Linked DNA regions of Zea mays: regions 1 and 2 are each linked to region 3. The links are chromatin contacts, called in public Hi-C maps. All regions are on one chromosome and are shown on one strand. The core of a region is the stretch at or near the end of the contact, and the rest is flanking DNA. Distances in the headings are between cores, read along the strand shown.

Evidence for each region. A called contact is a pair of places that touch in the nucleus more often than the background predicts.
Region 1: a contact with region 3 is called in a Hi-C map of endosperm, with 3 times the contacts expected there. The contact joins the promoter of LOC103634469 here to the promoter of LOC100279524 in region 3. A contact is called at or near these places in 4 of 25 Hi-C or Micro-C datasets (ear, endosperm, leaf and 1 more).
Region 2: a Hi-C map of ear shows a contact between it and region 3, with 2.3 times the contacts expected there. The contact joins the promoter of LOC100279211 here to the promoter of LOC100279524 in region 3. A contact is called at or near these places in 6 of 25 Hi-C or Micro-C datasets (ear, endosperm, leaf and 1 more).

The regions. Positions count from the first base shown.
Region 1 is chr1:41,628,141-41,632,460 of Zm-B73-REFERENCE-NAM-5.0, forward strand. LOC103634469 (probable ADP-ribosylation factor GTPase-activating protein AGD6) reads right to left here and starts at 2,080. Exons shown (of 3, transcript XM_008656039.3): 1 at 990-2,080; 2 at 1-85. The coding sequence starts at 1,778.
Region 2 is chr1:41,691,093-41,695,351 of Zm-B73-REFERENCE-NAM-5.0, forward strand. LOC100279211 (Acyl-CoA N-acyltransferase with RING/FYVE/PHD-type zinc finger domain) reads left to right here and starts at 1,681. Exons shown (of 23, transcript NM_001360944.1): 1 at 1,681-1,723; 2 at 2,432-2,527; 3 at 2,607-2,651; 4 at 2,801-3,129; 5 at 3,325-3,544; 6 at 3,654-3,725; 7 at 3,825-4,023; 8 at 4,122-4,185. The coding sequence starts at 2,510.
Region 3 is chr1:41,473,628-41,477,907 of Zm-B73-REFERENCE-NAM-5.0, forward strand. It overlaps LOC100279524 (THO complex subunit 4), which reads right to left and starts at 2,874. Exons shown (of 6, transcript NR_158734.1): 1 at 2,580-2,874; 2 at 2,304-2,447; 3 at 1,502-1,570; 4 at 1,227-1,405; 5 at 1-560.

The DNA.
Region 1 (4,320 bases), core at 830-3,329, 150 kb after region 3:
ATTGGATTTCTTTTGTGCCAACTTGGACAGCACTGGCAGCAGACTGGGCAGCAGATGCTGCAACTAATGAAAGGCGTCCAAATCCCTGAAAAAGGTTTTATGGTAAGCAACTATATCAAACCAATATACAATTGCAAAACAAGGTATAATGCTGGAGTCACCACACCTAACTAAATATTCACATGACCAAAGTAAGCTGAGGGCAATAATGCATCAATTGCTATTAAACTACAACGTACTGGGCTACTGGCTGAGCTCAAACACATGCCAACATGTATATCGAAACCTGTTTTGCTTAATCATTTCGAACAAGTGGTGCTGGTCTTCTGTAAATATGTTACAGGGAGCTCAGTATGTTCCTGTACTACCCAGTAAACGAGATGAATAAAGCATCATCACTATGTTGAGCTGTTCACTAGGCTTCTAAAACTTGATAAGACCACAGTACTAACAAATTTTCATTACGGTCAGGAACCCCAGATAGAGCGATTGGTTTATGTATGTCAATGTAACAACAGCTACAAATTGTAAAATCCTCCATTTTTACTGCCGAAGAGTAGCAAGGAATAAAATTCAGAGCCCTACCATTGTAGGCAAACATATACTCCTACTCCATAGTAATTTTAATTCCACGAATTGATGACATAGGCTTCTAAAACTTGATAAGACCACAGTACTAACAAATTCCTTATGGTCAGGAACCCCAGATAGAGCGATTGGTTTATGTATGTCAATGTAACAACAGTTACAAATTGTAAAATCCTCCATTTTTACTGCCGAAGAGTAGCAAGGAATAAAATTCAGATCAGAGCCCTACCATTGTAGGCAAACATATACCCCTACTCCATAGTAATTTTAATTCCACAAATTGATGACGTATTGTTATCCAATCAATGGAAAATATAATATACTCTTCATCTATGATGAATAGCGTGTCAAGTGGATTTGTCCATTATAAGTAGCAATAGCACAAAGATGATCTTTTTTACCTGAGAGACAACCTGCATGACATCGCCCTGGGCAGCACCGCCGTTCCTGTTAGCCGACGGCGGTGGGCTGGATCCGAACCCAACGTACTTGCCGCCCTGGGATGGCGGGATCCCGTCAGGCTTGGACTCGTTCTCCGCCATCCTCCTGGCGAAAAAGTCCTCCTTATTTGCCGCCGACGCCTCCAGTTGCTGCCTCGTGTACATGTCCTGTGTTGATTTGGACCTCGGCGGCTGCCTCCCTGACTGCGCACCCGCGGCGGCGAACGATCCAACCGACTGATTCCGCCTCATGTCCGGCCGAAAATCGTCGTCCCAGTCGTCCCACCCGCCGCCGCCGGAGGCGGCAGATGTGTGCACGGGCGGCTTCCTAGCGGGGGCGGGGGCGCCAGATCCGGGCGTCTCCTTGACCACGGGCGGGTCAGTCCACGGCTTTCCCTCAGCGAGCGCGGCGATGCGGTCGCGGTAGGCGGCTGCGGCGTTGGAGTTGTACTTGGCGACGTGGGGCGTCTCCTTAGGAACGCCGCGAGCTGTGAGGAAGGCGTTGAGTCGGTCGTTGCCACCGGCCTCCATCTTGCGGAGCTGCGCCTCGGTCCAGGAGTCCATGGTGACCGAGCGCACGAAGCTGATGTGCACGCCGAGGCCCCGGTGCTTGCCCGAGCACTCGAGGCACATGAACACCCCATAGGAGACGCTCGCCCACTGCGGGTTCCGCTGCGCGCAGTCCACGCAGGTCTTGTTCCCCGTCTGCGCCTGCAGCTCCCGCAGCCGCCTCGCCGCCGTGGACGCCATCGCCGGATCGGATCTGCGCCTCGGATCCGCGGCTGAGTGGGTGGCGCCGGGCTGGACTCGGAGGGGAAAGGGGGAGGACGAGGCACAGGAGGGACTCGCCGACACTGGTGTGGGACGGTGAGGGGTCAAATACGGTGACGCGGTCGTTTCTACCCCTGGCTGCGCGTGGGCGGTGGTCAGGGCAGACCCGTAATATCCCTCATCGCCAGAGGGCAGCGACGGGTCCCTGGCTGGCTGGCTGGTGGGGCGTGGCCGAACCGAGCATGGGCCCACTTCTGACACCGACAATATGGACCCAGCGCGCAGGAAGGAGAAGAGAGTCAGGCCGGTCGGGCCACCAAGATGAGCGGGCGGCCAGCCAGGCACGGACGGTCTCCCGTATACGACGCGCTCTCCACTGGTTAAAAGGAGGCCGCGGCCCACGAAGGGTTCTCCTTCACACTGTTCAGGTCGAATTAAATTCACCTGTTTAGATTTGTTTCCGCTCTAATATACAAAATAGTGTAGAAGCATTGTGTTGTGGTTTCAGAAACCGGTGGACAATAAATTTGTGTTTGATGGAGAAGCAAGAGTGGACTCAATCCAAATGATGGATCACGGAGATCCGAGCAATGAACACAGACACGGGGTTTATACTAGTATAGGCTTACACCCTAATCCAGTGTAGTGCTAATCGTAGTACTGCTTTGAGACGTGTTACAACTAGTGTGCTTGTGTGTAAAATGAAAGTTTCTCAGTCCCTTCTATAGCTCAAGTGTGGGCTTTACAGTGAAAACTTATCGGAGGAGCTTGGCTTGCTGCCTCTAGATAGTTATTTTTGGTAAATTAGTTAATAATTAGATAGTTCTTTTTTAGCTAGCTAATTTCACTAATAACTAGGTGAGTACCCGTGCGTTGCAACGGGGATATATCCTACTACTATATAAGTACCTAATGTAGACCACACTGTGCACCACGGTTCTGCCCCTCACCCGCATCCCGACGCCCACCATTCCAGAGCGATAATCGCGGCGCGACATTTCCCCATCCTCGGCCCCTCGTCGTTGCCAAGCCGCCCTTTCATCACGCTGCGAATCCCGCGAACACTCTCTCGCTCCGCTCGGCCGCCTCCCGCGCGCTCTGCACGGCAACGCGTCCCGCGACCTGCGCCACCCAGCCCCCGGGATGGCCGTGCCACGCAGCCCCCATCTCGTGAATCCCACGAACGATTTGCCACTCCGCTCTGCCGCCTCCCACGCGCTCCGCTCGCCAATGCCTCCTGCGACCAGCGCCACCCAACCCCCTTGCACCCTGCCTTAACGGACTCCGCGATGTCAGCGCTCGGCTCGTCAATGGCCCCAGCGTCGCATCCACCGCACCTCATAGGCCCCAGCCTCCCACGCCGCCGGCGCGTGCAACAGGCGCCTGATTCACCCGCAAGCCCCCCTCCCCCGTCTAGGGTTTGGCATTTTAGCCGCCGTCATGGCATCGGTGTCGCTCGCGCTCCTCCCAGCCACATCGGCGCATCGTACAAGAAGAGCAAGCTGGCGAGACCACGATAGGGCCCTAGAACGTTGGGAGGAGGCCGACGCGGTGCGCAGTTGGTTATCTGCCATCGTGGAGCGTAATCGCGCCCTGCGACGCCGAAGAGGCTCCACATCCTTCTGCCTCCCCCGCGGTGGCTTGGTCGGCACCGCTGGCTCCACCAAAGAGCGTCGTGGCCGTCGCGAAGAAGCCAACGTGTTCTGTGCGCTTGGAGTCGGAGCAAAAATGGAGGAACCAGCGGTTGATCCGGGCATCACGTTCTTCTGCCTCGCCACAAGGCCAAGCAAAAGAGGTGATGATTTTTCCCCCTTTTCGATGCTCGTCGACTCCCTCCTGCTCTGCTTTCTTGACGTGTGCTCCGGTTTCTGATCCCTCCTTGTATGTTGCTTGCCTCCCTCGCGGGGCCAGCGTAGGTATGTCATGAAGAAGATCAACCGCTTACCAAGAGGTAACGCATGTGCTCATAACACAGGAAGACAAGAAGGCTCTTCTAGAGCGGTACACAGTGATCCAATACCCTTCCTTCCACTGCGGCTGAGGAGCAACTCTCCCTCGCTGTCCTCTTCCTATCGTTGTATCCACACGACCTTTGTGTTCTATAAGTTTGTTTTGTTGTTGATCTGCATGCTCTGCTGATCCTCGTAAGCCTTAGCTGATGATCTTACTATCTTCCTCTTTTGTGAAGGTGGAATAGGGAATGATGATATGGCGGATTTCTCCAAGGTGCGAAGAATATTCTTCTTCTACTTTCTATTGTTATTTGGAACTATTGTTACCACTTTTGTTTGCGATTACTGCTTTGCCCGAGAATTGCATTCGCAGGCAATGTACATGCATGTTGTTTCCCCTTTTACTGAAAACTATATTTTTATGTATGGATGGGTGCGCGATATGGAATTTAAGCTTATACCTATTTTAGATCTGATCGACTAGCTATAACTGAATTTATTAGGGGAACCCCCAAACTGGATCATTATCTTCTCAAATAGAAATGTCAATTCAGTTTGTGATAATGGAA
Region 2 (4,259 bases), core at 431-2,930, 220 kb after region 3:
GGACTCCCAAGTAAGCAAGCCGGACCCCTTGGATGAGGTCCGAACCCCTCTAAGTGAGGTCCAGGCCACCCGCAGCAAGGTCCCGGGACAGGGAATACCCTGGTCTAGGTCAAGGACAGGCGAGGGTCCGGTACTGACACGTGTCCAGGCTTTATCCAGTGCGCTTCCACTCCCCGCTCAGGCGGAGGCCCGATGCTGCCACGTGGACTATCGCCTGTGACGTAAACCAGCGGGCGGGGCCTGACGTAAGGCCTCTGGGCCGCGCTGCCTCTGCATTTATTGCGGAAAAGACGCGCCGCCTGTCTATCCGCTGACAGACGATGTGCCCTCTCAGCATTTAATGTGTCCTGTCCACTCCGCTGACAGGCGGCATCCAGGCCATCATGCAGGCGGCGTGCATGTCCAGTCCATTGTCAAACAGTACGCCCGTGCTGCGAGGTGCACTGTGTCCATCATCACTTATACGTTGCCAGGGAAGCTTCCCCTGCACGCCAATACTACGCAGATCATGGATGTCAGGGCACAAGAAGATTGCTCCAGCAACGAACATTAGTTGCTCCAAGTATTACATCTGCTATGTCCCTGGGCCCGCATGTCGGTGCTCATCACCCTTGTACGTGCCCCCCTTCAACTATAAAAGGGGAGGCATGCACCATTACAAGACAAGCTCACTTAGGCTCGAGCGGACTGAGACTTAAGCACACTTAGACGCTCACAAGTTCATACAAGCTCAATACATCACACAGTGGAGTAGGGTGTTACGCTCCGGCGACCCGAACCACTCTAAATCCTTGCGTGTTCTTGTGTTCTCCCCATTTTCCAACTAACAAGAAAAAAGCTTAGACCCCTTCTCATCTTAGGATTTAGGGTGGGTGCATTCCACCACCCGGCCGGAGATTTACTCTCCGACATTTACGTTTTCTCGGAATGGAATAATATGTGAGTACATTGGCCACAAGACTTGTGACAAAATCGATAGACCCAGTTCAGGCCACTTGAACATCGTCGTTTCTTTTAGGGCTAGTTTGAGAATTCTATTTTCTTTAGGAATTCATATTTTCTCAAAGAAAAATAATTATTTTTAAAAAACAGAAATTTATGAAAAATTAGAGTTCTTAAGCTAGAACTCCTAGATTCGTCACCGATGGCGGCTACGCCTGCTGCGGCTGCCACGACAAGGTCAGTCAGCTCGATCAAGTACCTATATGTTTTCGGAATACTTCGCCGGTTCTATGGTTTTGCTCGGATCTTCATCTTCTCATGGGTTTCTTCTTTGCGCCGCGCAGGTGCTGTCGTCTGTCGACGCCAAGGGCGGACATGGGCAAGGTGGGCCATGACCCATGGCTCCAACTCACTTTTATAACCTCGTTTACTGCAGCAAAATAAACAAAGTTTTATGCAGTAGATAGGGCCAAATCTAATAGAAGCTAGTTTTTTTTTTCTCTAGGCCCAACCCATCTAGAGCTCTACTGCTTGGTCGGCCTACTCACCACGCTAGCCGTTCGATCCCCTCCCCTCGCCGCCTGCCCTCGTTGTCGGCCGCCTGCCGCCGCCATCTCACGGCCTCCTACCTTCCCTCGTGGTGGGCTCCACCGCGGTCTGGTTCGTCTTCGATCGTGTGGGATACAGCTTCCTCTCCGTCCTCTTGAAAGCTATCAGAGCAAGCAAGCCAGCCACTTTACCTAGCTAGTGTTCCGGCTGATTCCACTGGCGACGATTCGAGGTAAGGAATTAGCTAGTAGCCAAAAACACCAACATCAAGTTACTATCAAGCTTGCACTGGCAACCATATAAAGTTAATGAGTTATTGTTGGTCCCAACAATGTTGAGCTGTGAGTCACGAGAGGGATTTTGATATTAGTCAAGGCTCCAGAAGTATTGTCTAGTGGTACTGCTTGCTTTATGTGGATGGAAGTTAAGCTGCCTGCCTGCTGCTGTATGTTTACTTGGGTTGCTGGATACCAGTCACAATAATTGTTCCAGGCCTTAGATTTAAAAAGCAGGGTGGCTTCATATTTGTTTTGGACTGCGTTGATGTTATTCTTATTCAGTGCAAAGATCTAGAGATACAGAGTGGCATATCCACAGTCTGATACTCTGATTAAGTTACAATTATCTATCTAGTGGCTGAAGATCCAGGGATACAGATATCTATCTAGTGACTATCTTGTTTCTGTTATTACTCTGTACTGAGTGGCTTTATGCCTCTATTTTTGTCTGTTGATGTTGGTCATCGTTCATATTCTACTTCAGTATCTTGAAACGTAAGTCATTATGTATGATCTGGTAACTTGACAGTAGTAATTGCATTTGAATTTTAAGAAATGTAATCAAGTTTCCTCATTGCTCAAAATTGATATGGTCTTCATTTTGCAATGTCTCTAATTGGTATTTATTTTTTCTGTGATTTTGCATGATATTTTGTGATCAGCAATGTACAGTGTACCTCTATTGTAACTAGGCTATGTGTCGTCCATTCAGAGTGGTATACTAAATTATATCTTCATGGATGTTTGGTAACTTAGCGGTATATTCACTATACTACTTTTGTCAACATATTTTTCTTGTATTGATTTTTATCTAATATACAATTTTTCGAAGTATAGATTGGATTTTTATTGGTGATTCGGTACAACCAAAAAGGATTTCCGGTATTTATGTAATTTTGGAACATTTCTGATATTATCACTTAACCTTCACGTTATCATCATAAAACTACTTTTGTCTGTACTGATTTGTCTCTTACGATGCCACCCCATTTAGAACCTTGTCCTGTGTCCGCCATTGGTCGGCGCTGCAGTTTGAGAAGCACGTGGGGGCGGAGTCGAAGAACCAGAACGGTAACATCCTCCTCATCAACGACAAGTTGCTCTACGACCTGTTCCACGAGCTCAGAAATTGGCCCCCTTGTGCGGAGGAGTTTTGGGCGACCGCCGGGGTACTCATGACTGTGCCTGCCACCGAAGCCTCATCTGCGCCGCAGGGGCAGCAAGCAGGCGCGCCCGCTAGCTGGGAACCCAACGGGGTTCAGGTTGACGGCGTGACGGTGGATCCCCCTTTGCCTGGACGGGGAGCCATGGTGATGCTGACCGAGGAGGAGAAAGCCAGCTTGTGTCTGCTTGGTTTGAAGTGAGTGATTCCACTGATCGATTTGTTATGGCAACTATCTATGCGATGGTGTAATTTCGTAGCGAAGTGTTAGACCTTCAGTGGGACTCGGGGACATGTGTTCAATCATAAACTGGCATAATCAGACAAGTATTTATGCAATTATCTATATTAGTACTCGTTGCATGTTACTTAGTTCCTTCAGTTTTTAAGCAGGCAAAGCAGTTCCACGGCTGAGTTGGACACTATATGCGGCATTGAAGGGCCTGCTGCGGAACAGATCAAAGATGAAGCAGGTGGTGACCATGTGATGCACGATGCTCTAGTGGGAGTGACAGAAACAGAGTATCAGCTAGACAGTGACCTTAGAGATGTTAGAGGACTGCTGTCCACTGGACTTCTTGAAGGTTTCAGGGTGACCTACATGAAGGATGAGGTGTGTGTTGTTCCTGCTGGCATTAGGATTGTTGATTGAGTAAACTGACTGAAACATAGGGTTTTGTATCTCAAGGACAACATTTATGCTTCATTTTGATTATATTTAGGTGGAGGAGGTTGGACGGATAAATGGACAGGGTTATTCTTGTGGCTGCTCAAAGTGTAATTACAATAGTAATGTAAGCTTTCTGGTACTGTTTGTGTTGCATCAATGATAAGTTATACTGCTCTTTTTAATTTGTCTGGTAACTGACCTCATGATACCTGATAAATTGTAGATTATGAATGCGTGCGAGTTTGAGGAGCATTATGGTCAGTCATTTGACAACCAGATTGATCACATCTTCTTGGATACCGGGATTTCTCTATTCAGGGTGGTGGAAGCACTGAAACCTTGTAAGCTTAACATGCTTGGGGATTTCATTGAAGAGAAGATTGGTTTCCCTCCTAATTTGGATGAGTATAACAAGTGGAAAGGTATTTTAGCTAGCACCTAAGGATCTGTTGGTTTTGTGTGTTGCTCAGAATGTGCTAATTTTTTCCTTGTCCTATCTTCCATCTTGTTGATCGTTTAGCTTCATTTCAGAAGAGAAAAGATTATTTAGATGCTGTGGCTTCAGATGGTTGTTTGACTCAGAGGTAGGTTGCATTGCAAAATTTCAATAGGACTTAAGTTCAGATTTATAAATACATATATACTGTGCCATGTTATC
Region 3 (4,280 bases), core at 1,624-4,123:
ATCGAAAGCGCACAACTAGATCACCAAGGAACATCTGAAGCCCAGTCTCTTTTACCTCCAAGATATATTATACGGTGGGGGGTCAAAGGAAATGTGGGTACCTTCATACATCATCAACTTTCACATGTCGAGTAACTTGGATGATTCTTGTCTCCTCGGCATTAGGTACAGAAACTAAAGGCAAGCAAGTAATTTCCATGGAAGTACTCAGCATCATCCAACTCTAGTTCTATTGTAAACAAAACCCACAAAATTCAGTAAAGCAATACCCCCACAAACATAAGGTTTGTTGTCCCCTGAACATAGTAGCACAAACAGCTGGAATGGAAGGACTAATGTGCTTGATATTTGATGTTGAATATCAAATTTGTGAACACATTTAGTTGGTCTGCATCGCATCAGCATGATACTTCTCCAAGTCAGCGTCGAGTTCTTCAGCCGACTTTGGCTTGCTGCGCTCCTTGCCACGACGACCACCCCCAGATCCACCACTACGCCTCCCACCCCTCTGATGAGGTCTTCGCTGCGGCACACCTGCTGGGGCAGCACCCCTCGGTGCACTGTAATATTTAAATGTAATTTAGTAAAATGTATGTAATGAGAATAGGCTACATTAATAAGAATTAAGAAACATTGTGTCTATATAGGTAAAGATAAATTATAAATAAGTCCAGATCTAACGGCATTCTGGGTGATCAAGTGCACCATAACAAAGTTAAACAACTATGGAACTATGCACTGACTCAACAAAATTTTACTATATTGAACAATAACATGATACAAACACATTCATTTTCCTGCATTAAGTTTAGTCATGTCAAAACAGCCTATTGTACAATGAGAATCATTATTAAACTTATAGAAATAGCTGTCATAACAAAATCATATCATTTTATTTGCCTTGTTAGGGCTTGTTCGGTTAGCTCTCAATCCATGTGGATTGAGTGGGATTGGGTGGGTTTAAATCCCAAGCAAGTCAAACCTCTTATTAATTTTTTCCAATCCTACCCAATCCATGGGTAACAGGATTAACCGAACAAGGCCTTAGATGGGCAGAGATGAATTGGAAAGGACAGGAGAGATGTTCACTGACGCAATTTTGATATAACAATGAATAACTAAAACATTATAGCCTCTAGTCATTTTAATTACTACCAAACACGCCCCTACAGATGTTATTGACATGGACTGATAATTCACGATGAATAATCAGATGAGAAATATACCTCCTCACAGCATTCCTAGCATGGCCACCATTGGAGACTGGAAGAGCAGCAGATGCAGTTGGAGTATTGGTCCCAACTATCTCTATCTTCATGGGCTTACCATCAAGTTGGACATTGTTATATTTCTTCACCGCCGCTACAGCATCAGAACGCCTTGCAAATACAACTTCAGCTGTTCCCTGTGAGATACAAAGTACAGAAAATGTAAGAAACACAGAAATTAGGTGTACATAAGAGACAGGTAGAAGACCATAAGATGACAACAGCATCTGCACCTTAGACCTCCCACTTCGATCATATATTATCGAAAAACGCTTCAGATCACCTAGCTCAGAGAACAGCTCCTGCATCATATAAATATGAAACTTGTCAGATAATGTTTACCAAGGCATTCGACTTACAAGGTTACAAAGGGAATCCATGTGATCTATGTGACATGTAATAAACTAATCAATCCACATAAACGTCAATGTAATTTGAGATCCTAGAACACATCTAAAATTTAAAATATCAGGCATAAGTTAAATCACAGTTAAAAAGAACTACTATCCATTGTAGGTAATAAACTTAACCAATGTCTCCCCAAACAAGCATAAGCATGCCAATAGAAGCAAAGTGATCAAACCAAAGTGATACAAATCTGTGGATACGACATGAGTGTATTTTTACATGTTTGAATCAGAAACCATACTACGAAAACTTTAAATCCTATAGCATTATGCAGAGCCACTAAATAATTATAGAAAACAAATAACAATCAATACACAGATATAGATCTACACTGGATCTAAGCACCCCTGTTAGGAAACACAAGAACAATATCTAAACATGTTAACCGAAGTCACGGGAAAACACCACAATTACAAGCCATAGATGTGACAACCACCAGCTATTGATGCCCTGTGTAACCACAATAGATCTGCGGTGGAACACAGCCCAAACGGCAAATATGTTCCGGGCTCAATTTTCAGGAGGGCGAATCTAGCCAATCGCACTTCAGGCCAGCTATTTACGGGCTTCTTAAAGTTAGATTCAGATGCAACAACAGAACACTCTTCGAACCGGCGAAGCATATACCTTGATATCGTCGTTCGAAACCCCAAAGTCCAGGTTGGAGATGTAGAGCTTGGTGCCCGTCTCGAGCGCCGAGACCCTCCCGCCGCCGCCGCCTCCTGCGGCGACCGCAGGGTACATGTCGTGCTGCCACGCAGCGTCAGGGGCCTGGATCGATCGCGTCACACCAAAGTGAGAAAACCAACCGACCATCTCCTCCCGCCCGAGTCAGCGAAGTCCGAAGCCCACGCATCCTCCGCCGGGCGACGCGGAGCAACAGCCCGTTCGAGTCGTTCGTACCTTCGGCGGCTGGTAGGGCGCCTGCCTGTTCCCAGCCCTCTTGAAGGAGCGCCTGGTCGGCCCGACCCCGCCGCTGCCGCCGCCAGGGGCGGATCCGCCGCGGCTGCGGCGGGCCCCGCCGGAGGAGGGGTTACTCTTCTTGTTGTTCTTGATGATGTCATCGAGGGTCATGTCGAGCGTCTCCGCCATGGCTGCTCGCGCGGAGCAGATCTCGGGGTGCTGGACTAGGGTTAGCGGGAGGCAGAGGAGGAAGCGGCCAAATCTGGTCAGGGTAGCTCTTTGGGGTGGGGAATTGGAGATCTTTTTGGTGGGAGGGGCGGGCGCCAGATAAAATATAGGCGGGGACACCGCGACGGCCCACGAGAGCGGGACGCGGACGGGCACTGCCACTGATTGGTTGGGTCGGCTGGCGGCTTGGTCAGATATTGGCGGAGTACTCCTACTTTTTTTTTTTTTTTTTCTCTTCTACTCCTCACTACTAGAGCTAGAAGTTGGGTCGTGTTAGAAGTTGGGTCGTGTTACTGTTAGGCTAGTCCGGTCCGATTCAATTGTAATTTATGCTAATTTTTTTGGTCATCATGGTACAAAATAATTGTGAGCTGAGTCGAGTCGTACCTAGATATTAAACGCTAGGTTCGGCTGGGCCCGAAGCACGACGGACAGATGATCGTATTCTGTCGGCCAGAGATGGCAATGTGTCAAATTCAGATCGGATACTGTAAATATCAGCTCGTAGCCATTTCCACAATTACAGATAATATTTGCACGCGACTATACCCGCGGGTAGAAATTCATATCCATGCTCATGTCCATTGGGTTTCGGATATCCATCGGATATGACAAAAATCTATTTTCAGCAATTCAATAATAGAATTAATCAAATTTCTTCCCAATTATCAGTCAAGATGTAGCCTTGTACAGGAATACAATAATACTACTATACTAGCTGAGCGTCTAAGCCTTGTACATGTGACTAAGACAATATGCTAGTGCGTAATAGCAGAAGACATGCAAATCAAAGAATATTTTATTTTCTAGTTATAATATTTTATCATAAAGAAATTATACATGGAAAACATACCAGGAAATCTCAGCACAAAACCACCACTATAGTAGCTGAGGTTGAATCTTTTTAGTCAATGACAGTATAATCATATTCATCATGGCAAACAACAAAATAGATAAATTGCCAATGTTAGGGATTAGGGTTTGCTGATGTAGTGATCCTGATGTGTCCATGTGTGGGCTGGGCCAGCTCCCGGCTGGGCTGTCTACTTTTCTGGGCAAAAAAATTGAAGTATTGGTTAATTTCGGATATCCAACGGATAACCCGCGGGTGAGGTTTAATATCCAAATCCATGTCCACTTTACCTCGGATCGGATACGGGTCTAACTCGTGGGTCAAAAACATATCCATATCCGGATCCATCGGATCGGATATCCGACGGATATCCGAATCCACGGATTAAATTGACATCCCTCGTGCCGGCACGAACAAAAAACTTATATATATCTAAAAAATACATTCTTAAAATAACCATTTAACCCTAGTTTTCTACTTCGTGTCGTGCCGGCCCAAGCATGACCCATCTAGTCGTGTCGCCCATCGTGCCTAAGTTTGAGGCACAGCCCGGCCATTCGTGTCGTGGTGGCCCGACCCATTTTCCTTCGTGTCGTGTCGTGCTTTGGGCTCTTTTTTCG